Linked DNA regions of Mus musculus: all the other regions are linked to region 2. A link is a contact called in public Hi-C and HiChIP or PLAC-seq data. All regions are on one chromosome and are shown on one strand. The core of a region is the stretch at or near the end of the contact, and the rest is flanking DNA. Distances in the headings are between cores, read along the strand shown. Region 1 has its middle 110 kb from the start of Gm36372. Region 2 holds the start of Trib2 (tribbles pseudokinase 2). Region 3 has its middle 150 kb from the start of Gm36372.

Evidence for each region. Hi-C and Micro-C count contacts between places; a contact is called where the count stands out from the background. HiChIP or PLAC-seq counts read pairs in DNA pulled down with a chosen protein or histone mark.
Region 1: a contact with region 2 is called in a FOXA1 HiChIP or PLAC-seq map of pancreatic cancer cells. The contact joins the enhancer-like site here to the promoter of Trib2 in region 2. A contact is called at or near these places in 17 of 39 promoter capture datasets (the 3T3-L1 cell line, 3T3-L1-derived adipocytes, the C10 cell line and 11 more), 3 of 15 datasets of contacts at CTCF or cohesin (the NIH/3T3 cell line, large pre-B cells and pro-B cells), 5 of 484 Hi-C or Micro-C datasets (adipose-derived mesenchymal stem cells, embryonic fibroblasts, embryonic stem cells and 2 more), 26 of 115 datasets of contacts at active chromatin or transcription factors (the NIH/3T3 cell line, T-cell acute lymphoblastic leukemia, astrocytes and 18 more) and 2 of 9 other capture datasets (embryonic stem cells and liver).
Region 3: a Hi-C map of centrocytes shows a contact between it and region 2, with 3 times the contacts expected there. The contact joins the enhancer-like site here to the promoter of Trib2 in region 2. A contact is called at or near these places in 17 of 39 promoter capture datasets (the 3T3-L1 cell line, 3T3-L1-derived adipocytes, the C10 cell line and 12 more), 4 of 15 datasets of contacts at CTCF or cohesin (the NIH/3T3 cell line, large pre-B cells and pro-B cells), 29 of 484 Hi-C or Micro-C datasets (B cells, the C10 cell line, CD4 T cells and 17 more), 20 of 115 datasets of contacts at active chromatin or transcription factors (SST interneurons, T-cell acute lymphoblastic leukemia, bone marrow-derived macrophages and 16 more) and 2 of 9 other capture datasets (embryonic stem cells and liver).

What each region holds. Positions count from the first base shown.
Region 1 is chr12:16,342,775-16,345,474 of GRCm38.p6, reverse strand. No RefSeq gene overlaps it. Among named protein-coding and RNA genes, the nearest start is that of Gm36372, 110 kb to the right of the region's middle. Within about 2 kb of position 1,259, at least 8 of the 459 cell types and tissues checked have an H3K27ac peak or open chromatin away from gene starts, as enhancers often do. A contact at or near this core is called in pancreatic cancer cells, where this site is marked.
Region 2 is chr12:15,815,391-15,818,090 of GRCm38.p6, reverse strand. Trib2 (tribbles pseudokinase 2) reads left to right here and starts at 1,306. Exons shown (of 3, transcript NM_144551.5): 1 at 1,306-2,700. The coding sequence starts at 2,591. It overlaps Gm5432 (a long non-coding RNA gene), which reads right to left and starts at 1,154. Exons shown (of 3, transcript XR_001780551.2): 1 at 994-1,154.
Region 3 is chr12:16,382,332-16,385,031 of GRCm38.p6, reverse strand. No RefSeq gene overlaps it. Among named protein-coding and RNA genes, the nearest start is that of Gm36372, 150 kb to the right of the region's middle. Within about 2 kb of position 1,386, at least 45 of the 459 cell types and tissues checked have an H3K27ac peak or open chromatin away from gene starts, as enhancers often do. A contact at or near this core is called in B cells, the CH12 cell line, centroblasts and 5 more, where this site is marked.

The sequences.
Region 1 (2,700 bases), core at 10-2,509, 530 kb before region 2:
TATTATTATTATTATTATTATTACCACTACTTTTTTACAGCTCACATATAAGATCTCAAAATGCTTTTCTGCACCTGACTTCTTTCACTTAGCAAAATGTCTCCAAGTTCCACCTATATTGTAAATGACAAGGTTTCTCCCTTGTCATATTTGTATTATGTTACGTTTTATTTTTTATCCACTTTTCTCCCGATGGACACAAAGTTTGCATCCAAATGTCAGCTTTTGTTAATTGTACTGGCATGAACACAGAAATGTAAATAACTCTTTAACATGTTTTTACATTCATTTGAGTATCTATCTACTATCTATATCCCTACCTACCTATTCCTCATATCTCTCTCTATCTATCTATCTAATTTATTATCTGTCTATAATCTATCTGTCTGTCACCCCTTCCACCTAGAAGTTGAGCCCCTGGATCACATATTACTTCTGTTTTTAGGTCTTTAGGCATCTTTTGAATGAATGCTATGTTTGAAAATGGCTTTACTGATCTGCCTTTCCACCAACAGCATGCAAAGATCCCTCTTTTCCATATTCCCCACACCTGCCATCTCCCGTCTTTTTGATAAGAGCCTCACCAGCGAATGTGCTGATGATCATATAGTGATTTTAATCTGTATGCCTCTCATGACACGGGACACTGAACATATTTTCACATACATTTTAGATATAATAAATCCTTGGCCCCACTGTAAACTTGGTATTTCTTTCTTGTTTGAAGTTTCAAGTAGCCCAGGTGTTGCAGGAAATAATAAAAAGAATTCCAAGTTCCTGCACTTCTCCCAGCTACTCTCAGCCCCAGCCAGCCAGTTCTTATCTCATGGAGTCTCTCAGACTCAGAGCTCCAAAATCTCTCCACCCAGATAACTAAATTCCCACTGGTGAGTTGTTACCACGCCAGCCCCATGCATTAAAACCCCCATGGCATTTGTGGTACACATCTTGCAAAGCTATGCTTTGCCACTATATCTTTCTCTCTGAAACCTACTTGAGATACCACATGAAGGAAAAACACCTCACAAACTTAGTTCAGAAACAATGGTAACTCAATCACTGGGTGCAACAACTAGAATCCTAATATTGTAAGTCATATTAAATCTAAACCCTCAGTGGCGAATCCACCAGGAGACACTAGTAACTACATCTTGCCCTCTCACTATTTCTGTCCAAAAAGCCTCTAACTCTCTCCTTCCTCCTCTCTTCCCCCATCCAACCCTGAAGTCCCGCCTACTTGCCCAGTGATTGATGCCTCTATTTATTTATTTGGGGATGATTCACAAGGAGTCACCTGAGTATGTGACTCATGAGTCCATCTAGCCCCTCCTGGGGAAGCAGAATTAACATCAAAATACAACAGCACCAGGGCCATCCACAACACCTAGGTCTTGAACTCGTGAACTGAATGTGTAGCTGAGGTGATCCCTGAAGTCCTGGCTCTCTTGTATTTGCTTGCCATGTTGCTGGGATTAAACGTTTCAGCTGCCACCTGGGTGGTAGAAGGCTGTTTGGTTTTTGCATATTGTATTGTTTGAGTTTCTTATATATTTGGGGTGTTAAGCTCTTGCCAAAGGTGTGGCTTGCAAACATGTTCTTTCAGGCTGAGGATTCGCTTTACTCTTCCTCCTTTTCTGCCCAGAAGCTCGTTCATGGCAGAGATGCTGGATGGCCAGAGCAATTGTGAGAAAAACAAGCAAAGCAGGAGACGTCACACTCCTGACTTCCAAACGTCATTACAGTCCCATTGTAATGAAACAGCACAGATCTGGTGACAAAACAGACACATCAACCAAAGGAACAGGGCAGGAAGTCTAGAAAAAAACACAAGTGTTTACTTACAGTCAGTTGCTTTTTGATAAAGGTGGGAAGAACATACAGTGGTGGGTAGGATGGGGTGGGGGAAGGGAAGATTTTCTTCAAGGTGTTTAGAAACTGATTCTCTACGTTCAAAAGAATGAAATTGGTACTGTATTTCATACTTTACAAAAAAACATACATGCAAAATGGTTAAAAGCATGAAACACAAATCTCTAGAGCAGTGCTTCTCAACCCTCCTGATGCTGTGACCCTTTAATACAGTTTCTCATGTTATGGTGACCCCAACCATACAATTATTTTCATTGCTACTTTGTAGCTGTAATTTTGCTACTGTTATGAAATGTAATGTAAATGTCTGATATGCAGGATATCTGATGTGTGATGATACACAGACTGAGAACTGCTAGTCTAGAAGAAAATGCAGACAAAGTGTTATAGCTTTGGTCTGGGCAATGTTTCTTGGTAAAACTCTGGAAACACGCAACAACAACAAAGTACACAGATGAGACTGTAACTCCTGCCTTGTAAGAACTAAGAGTTATGAGGTGCGGAGATGGCTCCACAGTTAAGAGTGAAAACTGTTTGTCTTAGTTTGGGTTTCTTTCTTTCTTTCTTTCTTTCTTTCTTTTGTTTTTGTTTTTTGTTTTTTGTTTTTGTTTGTTTGTTTGTTTGTTTTTGAGACAGGGTTTCTCTGTAGCCCTGGCTGTCCTAGAACTCATTCTGTAGACCAGGCTGGCCTCAAACTCAGAAATCTGCCTGCCTCTGCCTCCCAAATGTTGGGATTAAAGGCATGCACCACCACTGCCAGGCTTAGTTTGGCTTTATATTGCTGTGAATAAAACACCATGACAGAAAACAACTTGGGGAAGGAAGAATTCA
Region 2 (2,700 bases), core at 57-2,556:
ATCTGTCCTCTAGGGTGGCTAGCTGAACAAGCAAGGTCCATTCACTACTCTGAAACAACCCTCAGGGAACTCCTGATCATTAGAGCCACTATTGTCCCGGTTAAGTATAATTATAACTAGTTCTCTATTTCTGTTCAAAAGTGGTAGTGCAGAATATTGTTACAGAGTGACCTCCCTCATAGAAAGAGGTGCCTTATGCGGGTAAAAACTCAAGAGTAAGCCCAGCAGTCTTGCCCCAGACCTTGGTTGCTTCTTTCTCTTTCTGTTTTCCCCTGCTACATTGCTACTCTTACCAGGATGCATTAGGTAAAGTCAAGAGGCTTAAGCTGTGGTCTGAACTTTCCCCAGGTCTGTTCAAGCCAATGGTCCAGAACCTTCCCAGGAAGTTAAGAATAAGCAAGGGTCAAAGTGCAGCCTTCCGTTGAACCCGGTATTGAATGTGTTCTTGGCCTAAATACTGAGATGCCGGGGCTGGAGAAGCCTGACTCCTTGGCTAGGAGCCAACATCCTTTGCTGGAAGTGTGGGTGCAAAGGTGTGTGTTCCTGAGCTCTCCCCAAAGACCTTGTCCTGAAGTCAAAAGACTCTGAAAGGATCCCCAATCCTATAACTGGTAAGTGGGGGAGGGGTGGTGACACTAACTACAAGCTCACAATGGACTTCTGTTGAAATGATAAGCAACCGGAGAGAAAGAATAAAACTAATTCTAGAGACTGTGGGCTGCAAGAATCCTTCATTTTTTTTAAAACCCGCGGGGAACTGCTTGTTCAGGTTAACATAGCAGCAGAGGGGTGCCCGGTACCCAGAAGATGCGAGGCTTTCTGCGGAAAATCCCGGGGAAGAGGATCTAAGTCTCAAAGTTGACCTGAGCCTGCCGGTGTTGCGTGGCGACGGTGGCAGATACACAGTCCAGCATCCCTGTCGCTGCAGCGCGAACAGCAGGCCAGGGGAGCCCAGAGCCCTTGGACTGCGGAAGGATATAAAGCACTGTTTACCTCGCGCCTGGCCGAGCCATCCGGGGGCGAGGCTGGCGCCCCCAGTGGGGGCACTGCAGGAGTGGCGGCAGCAGCCCTGGCCGCCGGCGGGCGCAGGGGAGCCGCGCGCGCACTGGCAGCGGCGCCGCTGATTGATGGGCTCCGGGCTCAATGACAGGGGCCGGGGCGTGGGTAGGGCGGGGCCGGCGAAGAGGGCGGGGGCTCTGTGGAAATGTGTCGGTGACATTGAATGGGGAGACCGAGCGCGAGCAAGCGAGGCGCGCGCGCACACATACGCGCACACACAGCCGGGCTCGCTCCGAGATCCCCGGCCACGTAAGTAACTATTAATACCGCCTCGCCCGGGGATGCGGGCGTGCTTGAGCGCCGGGATTGGCCTAGGGCGCCGTGGCCATCCCCTTTAATTTTTAAATACACGGTCCTCTCCTACTTCTGGGTGGCAAGAAAAAAAAAATAATAAGAAAAGAAGACAAGCCGTCGATTTTTATTTTTCCTGCAGAGCAAACCCCGCCGTGCAATTTGGTCGCAAGGCATCGGGAGACAAGAGTGGTTTGCAAATTGTTTCAAGGCTCAAGACCCAGTTGTGCAGCGGAAAAGGAACGCCGCGGGTTGACGGAGTCCGGGGAGCATCTGCTGGCAGCTCCTGCAGGACCCCCGGAAAGCTCCTGCTGCTGGTACCCCCCAGGTCACCGCCCGCACTTCTTGCTTCATCGGAGGAGGATCTGGGACGTGAGCAGCGACAGCAAGAGCTAGTGCTGACCGCGCGGGCTCTGCCTTGGGCTTTGTCGCGGTACCTGTGCCTGCCCTACTCCGCGCACTCCCTACTCAGCTTTTGCAATCTTTTGTTGCCACTGCTGACCGCCCCAAGTTAAAAGCGCCTTTGCAATTTTTTTTTTCTGTCTTTTTTTTTTTTTCTTGAGAGAGACAGCTCTGCGATTTTTTGGAAAAGCCTCAGACGCCATCTACAGTTAAGACTTAGGTAACTGCCCTCTCTAGCACCCCCCTTACACGCCCCCCACCCTTTCCACCAAAAAGAGGGGGGTGCAGCGCGGATTCTGGCTGCCGCGCGGCGTGAGCCGGTAGACCCGAGCTTATTTCCTTTTTCTTTTTGTTTGGTTTCTAACGCGTGGAGGGCGAGCCGGCGCCGCGCGCTCCCTGAAGACTGCACAAACTCCACGCAGGGCTTCTCCGCCCGGTCTGCGGATCCTCAGCTGGGGATCGCTCAGAAGCCCGGCGCTGCAGCTCCTCACCCCAGAGGCACGCTCACTCGTCCAGATCCACGCTGCGAACAGAGACCCACTGAGTCCAGCGTGCGGTTCTGCACCGCGCTGGCAGCTTCTGGGTAACAAAAGGACCCGAGTTGTCCGCAGAGCGAGCACCCCCGGGAGCGGGGCTCGCAGCCGGGGACCAGCCCTGCAGCGCCCATCTGGGGGCTAGTTCTTAACTCTTCCTCCACGGAGCCCCAGACGGGTCCCCTCCCTTCTTGATCCTTTTAAGTCGGTAGCACCGAGGCGCCTGCACCGGCGCGGCTCATCCATCTCTCCAGAGGGGTTTTTTGGTTTGTTTGTTTGTTTTGTCGTGTGCGATCCTCACACTCATGAACATACACAGGTCTACCCCTATCACAATAGCGAGATATGGGAGATCGCGGAACAAAACCCAGGATTTCGAAGAGCTGTCGTCTATAAGGTCCGCTGAGCCCAGCCA
Region 3 (2,700 bases), core at 137-2,636, 570 kb before region 2:
AAGGAGGAGAAGTAAAATCAACAAAAACAAATGACTCTTGGAAATGTCACAGTGAAAGCCAGTACTGTATGTGCTAATCAAAATTGATCATCATCATCATCAACACACACACACACACACACACACACACACACACACACACACACACACACACCAAAACAATTCCTACTTAGTTTAGTATTCTTGCAAGCTGAGGGAGTTAGGCCTTCATGCTCCACACTTAGGCAAACCATGCATTTCTAGGAAGATGACAGAAATTGGAGGATAAAACACAGCCATGTAATATTGCATCAGGGAGCAGTGGAAGGCAGGGGAAAAGAACCCTGGGGGTTCAGCAGGCATCTAACTTTTCAAAATTTCTCCAATAATCAAATTTGCAACTGGCCATGTGCTGCACACACCTGGCAGGAAGTATATCTAACAGAATATGCAAATACCTCTTGCCCAGATGGGTTTTCTTTCCCCCGTGTACTTTTTACAGCTTCCTTGCTTTGAGTTTTATTTACCAGTTATAAATTTAAAAATTCTTGTGTGTGTGTGTGTGTGTGTGAGTGTGCATGTGAGTGTGTGGTGTATATGTGATTGTGTAGTGTGTGTGTGTAGAGAGAGTGTGTGGTGTGTTTGGAGTGTGTAGAGTATGTGTGTGGGATGTGCATGTGAATGTATGTGTGTGTGTGTTTGAGCGTGGTGTGCATGTGACTGTGTGTCTGTGGGAGTGTGGTGTGCTTATGAGTGTGTATGTGTATGGAGTGTGTGTGTGTGAGAGAGAGAGTGTGTATTTTCTATGGTTCTGGGCATGGTAAGAGAATGTGTCTGTTGTGTTAAATTACTTGGTTTGTGGCATTTTGTCTCTGCAGCCCTAAACTCAGTGGTTCCCAAGACATGGATGCCTCCCAGTGATGAAGAATCCAGGGTAAGACCAGCATTCTTGACCTTGCTGGGCACAGTGGGTCCTGGCACAGAGGGCCAGTGGCTTTGCCACCAGACACCCTTGACGTCCATGATGTGCTAGGTTTTCTTATTTATCTGGGGGCTTGGCTTTCCCGCATCAATGGTGTTGGATGGTAGTGTCCTCATCCTGGCGGACCTGAGGGAGGGTTAACACACTGAGGGACTAGGGCTTGCTTGGCCACTGCCTGCCCTGCTAAGGGCCCTCGGTTAACTTTTGTTACCAGCCGTCCAGGTGCAGCCTCTCTCTTCCACGAGACGGCGCCTCTCGTGTCAGTCCTTGATTGCAAGTTTTGCTGCTCACTTTTGCCCTGACGTTGTGTTTATTTAAGGAACCATTCGTTTGGGTGAAACCTCACAGCGTTTAGGTTTTGGCTGAGTGAGCTGGAACACTCTGTTGAGTATTTATAGCCAGAAACATTTGTTCGCCTTAGACCACATGACTTGACATCTCTGAAACTTGAGCAAGCTCCGGTTTGCTTTGGATCTTTAAGCCTTTCTGTGGTGTAGAGGAGAGTGACGGGTTCGGAAGCTCTCGCTGTTTTGTAACTCTCTTGGTACCACTCCAGTGAGCCAAGCGAACTGTGGTCCCCATCAGTTGTCATACAGGACTCTTGAGTGTCACCATGCAGGTGTGCAGATGGCACAGACAGTAGGCCAAAGACTTCAGGTCTCTGGATTTTACCTCAAGTATTTAGCAGACAACTTTAGTGAGGGGAAAAATCCCAAACTAAACCAAACCAAACCAAATAACCAGAAACAACATTTAAAAAAGCAACACCCCTAAAACCCAACCTGTTTTTCAAATTTGGGCCGAGGCGAGTGAGTCCTGAATGCAAGAAGAAAAACCACATTTTTTTTTTCTTCTATACACCTGTGTGTGCACAAGGTAAGGCTTATGAAGTTTCTCCTTTTTGAAAAAGAAATCATCTGACTCTCAGCCAATACTATGGCCTTAATGTGCGTTCTGCCAATGCCTCCAAAACCATTTGAGAGCAGGCCACAAAAACAAAAAACAAACAAACAAACAAACAAAAAAAAAACCCAACCAACCAACCAACCAAACAACCGAACTAAAAACAAAACAAAGCAAAACAAAGTCCCCAAACTGCCCAGGTTTGCCGATGGAGAGTTGGAGGCAGTCTGCACAGACTCTGTGGCGAGAAATATTTGGAGAAACGAGAGCCGACTTTTCAGTCTTTTCTTGCCAGAAAGCCAAAAGCAAAGCTGGAATTTTGTGGTTCCGGCACTTTGTGTGCCTCCCAGTCATTTTGCACAGATGGTTCTGGTTTAAGGCCATGATGCCCCATCCACTGGAGGGAAAGAAACCGGGCGACCACCCCAAGCCTCCCATTCTGATGCCAAAGTATACTCTACTGCCCGGAGAAAATGAGAACCGGGAGAAGTTGCTTAGAAAGCTGCCAATTAGGGTGCAGAAGCTGAATGGTTCAGTGACTGTGCGATGCTGAAACCCACATTTTCCTTTGGATTATGTCACCTGGGGGACACTGACAGGGACTCTCCCCTGCTTAGCCAGTCACAGTTGCATGATACTGAAAGATTTGGGCAGGCTTTGTCTTTTCATTTGAAAAGACAAAGACCCTGAAAAGCAGAGCGACTTGCCTTTTACTAAGGGTCTGGGATACAGAGCAGGATGTCCAAGTTTACCTTTTACCCCTGACTTGTAAATTTCTCCTCTGTCCACTCTCTTCCATATTGTAGTGATTACTGTTAATAATTTAATAGGATCTG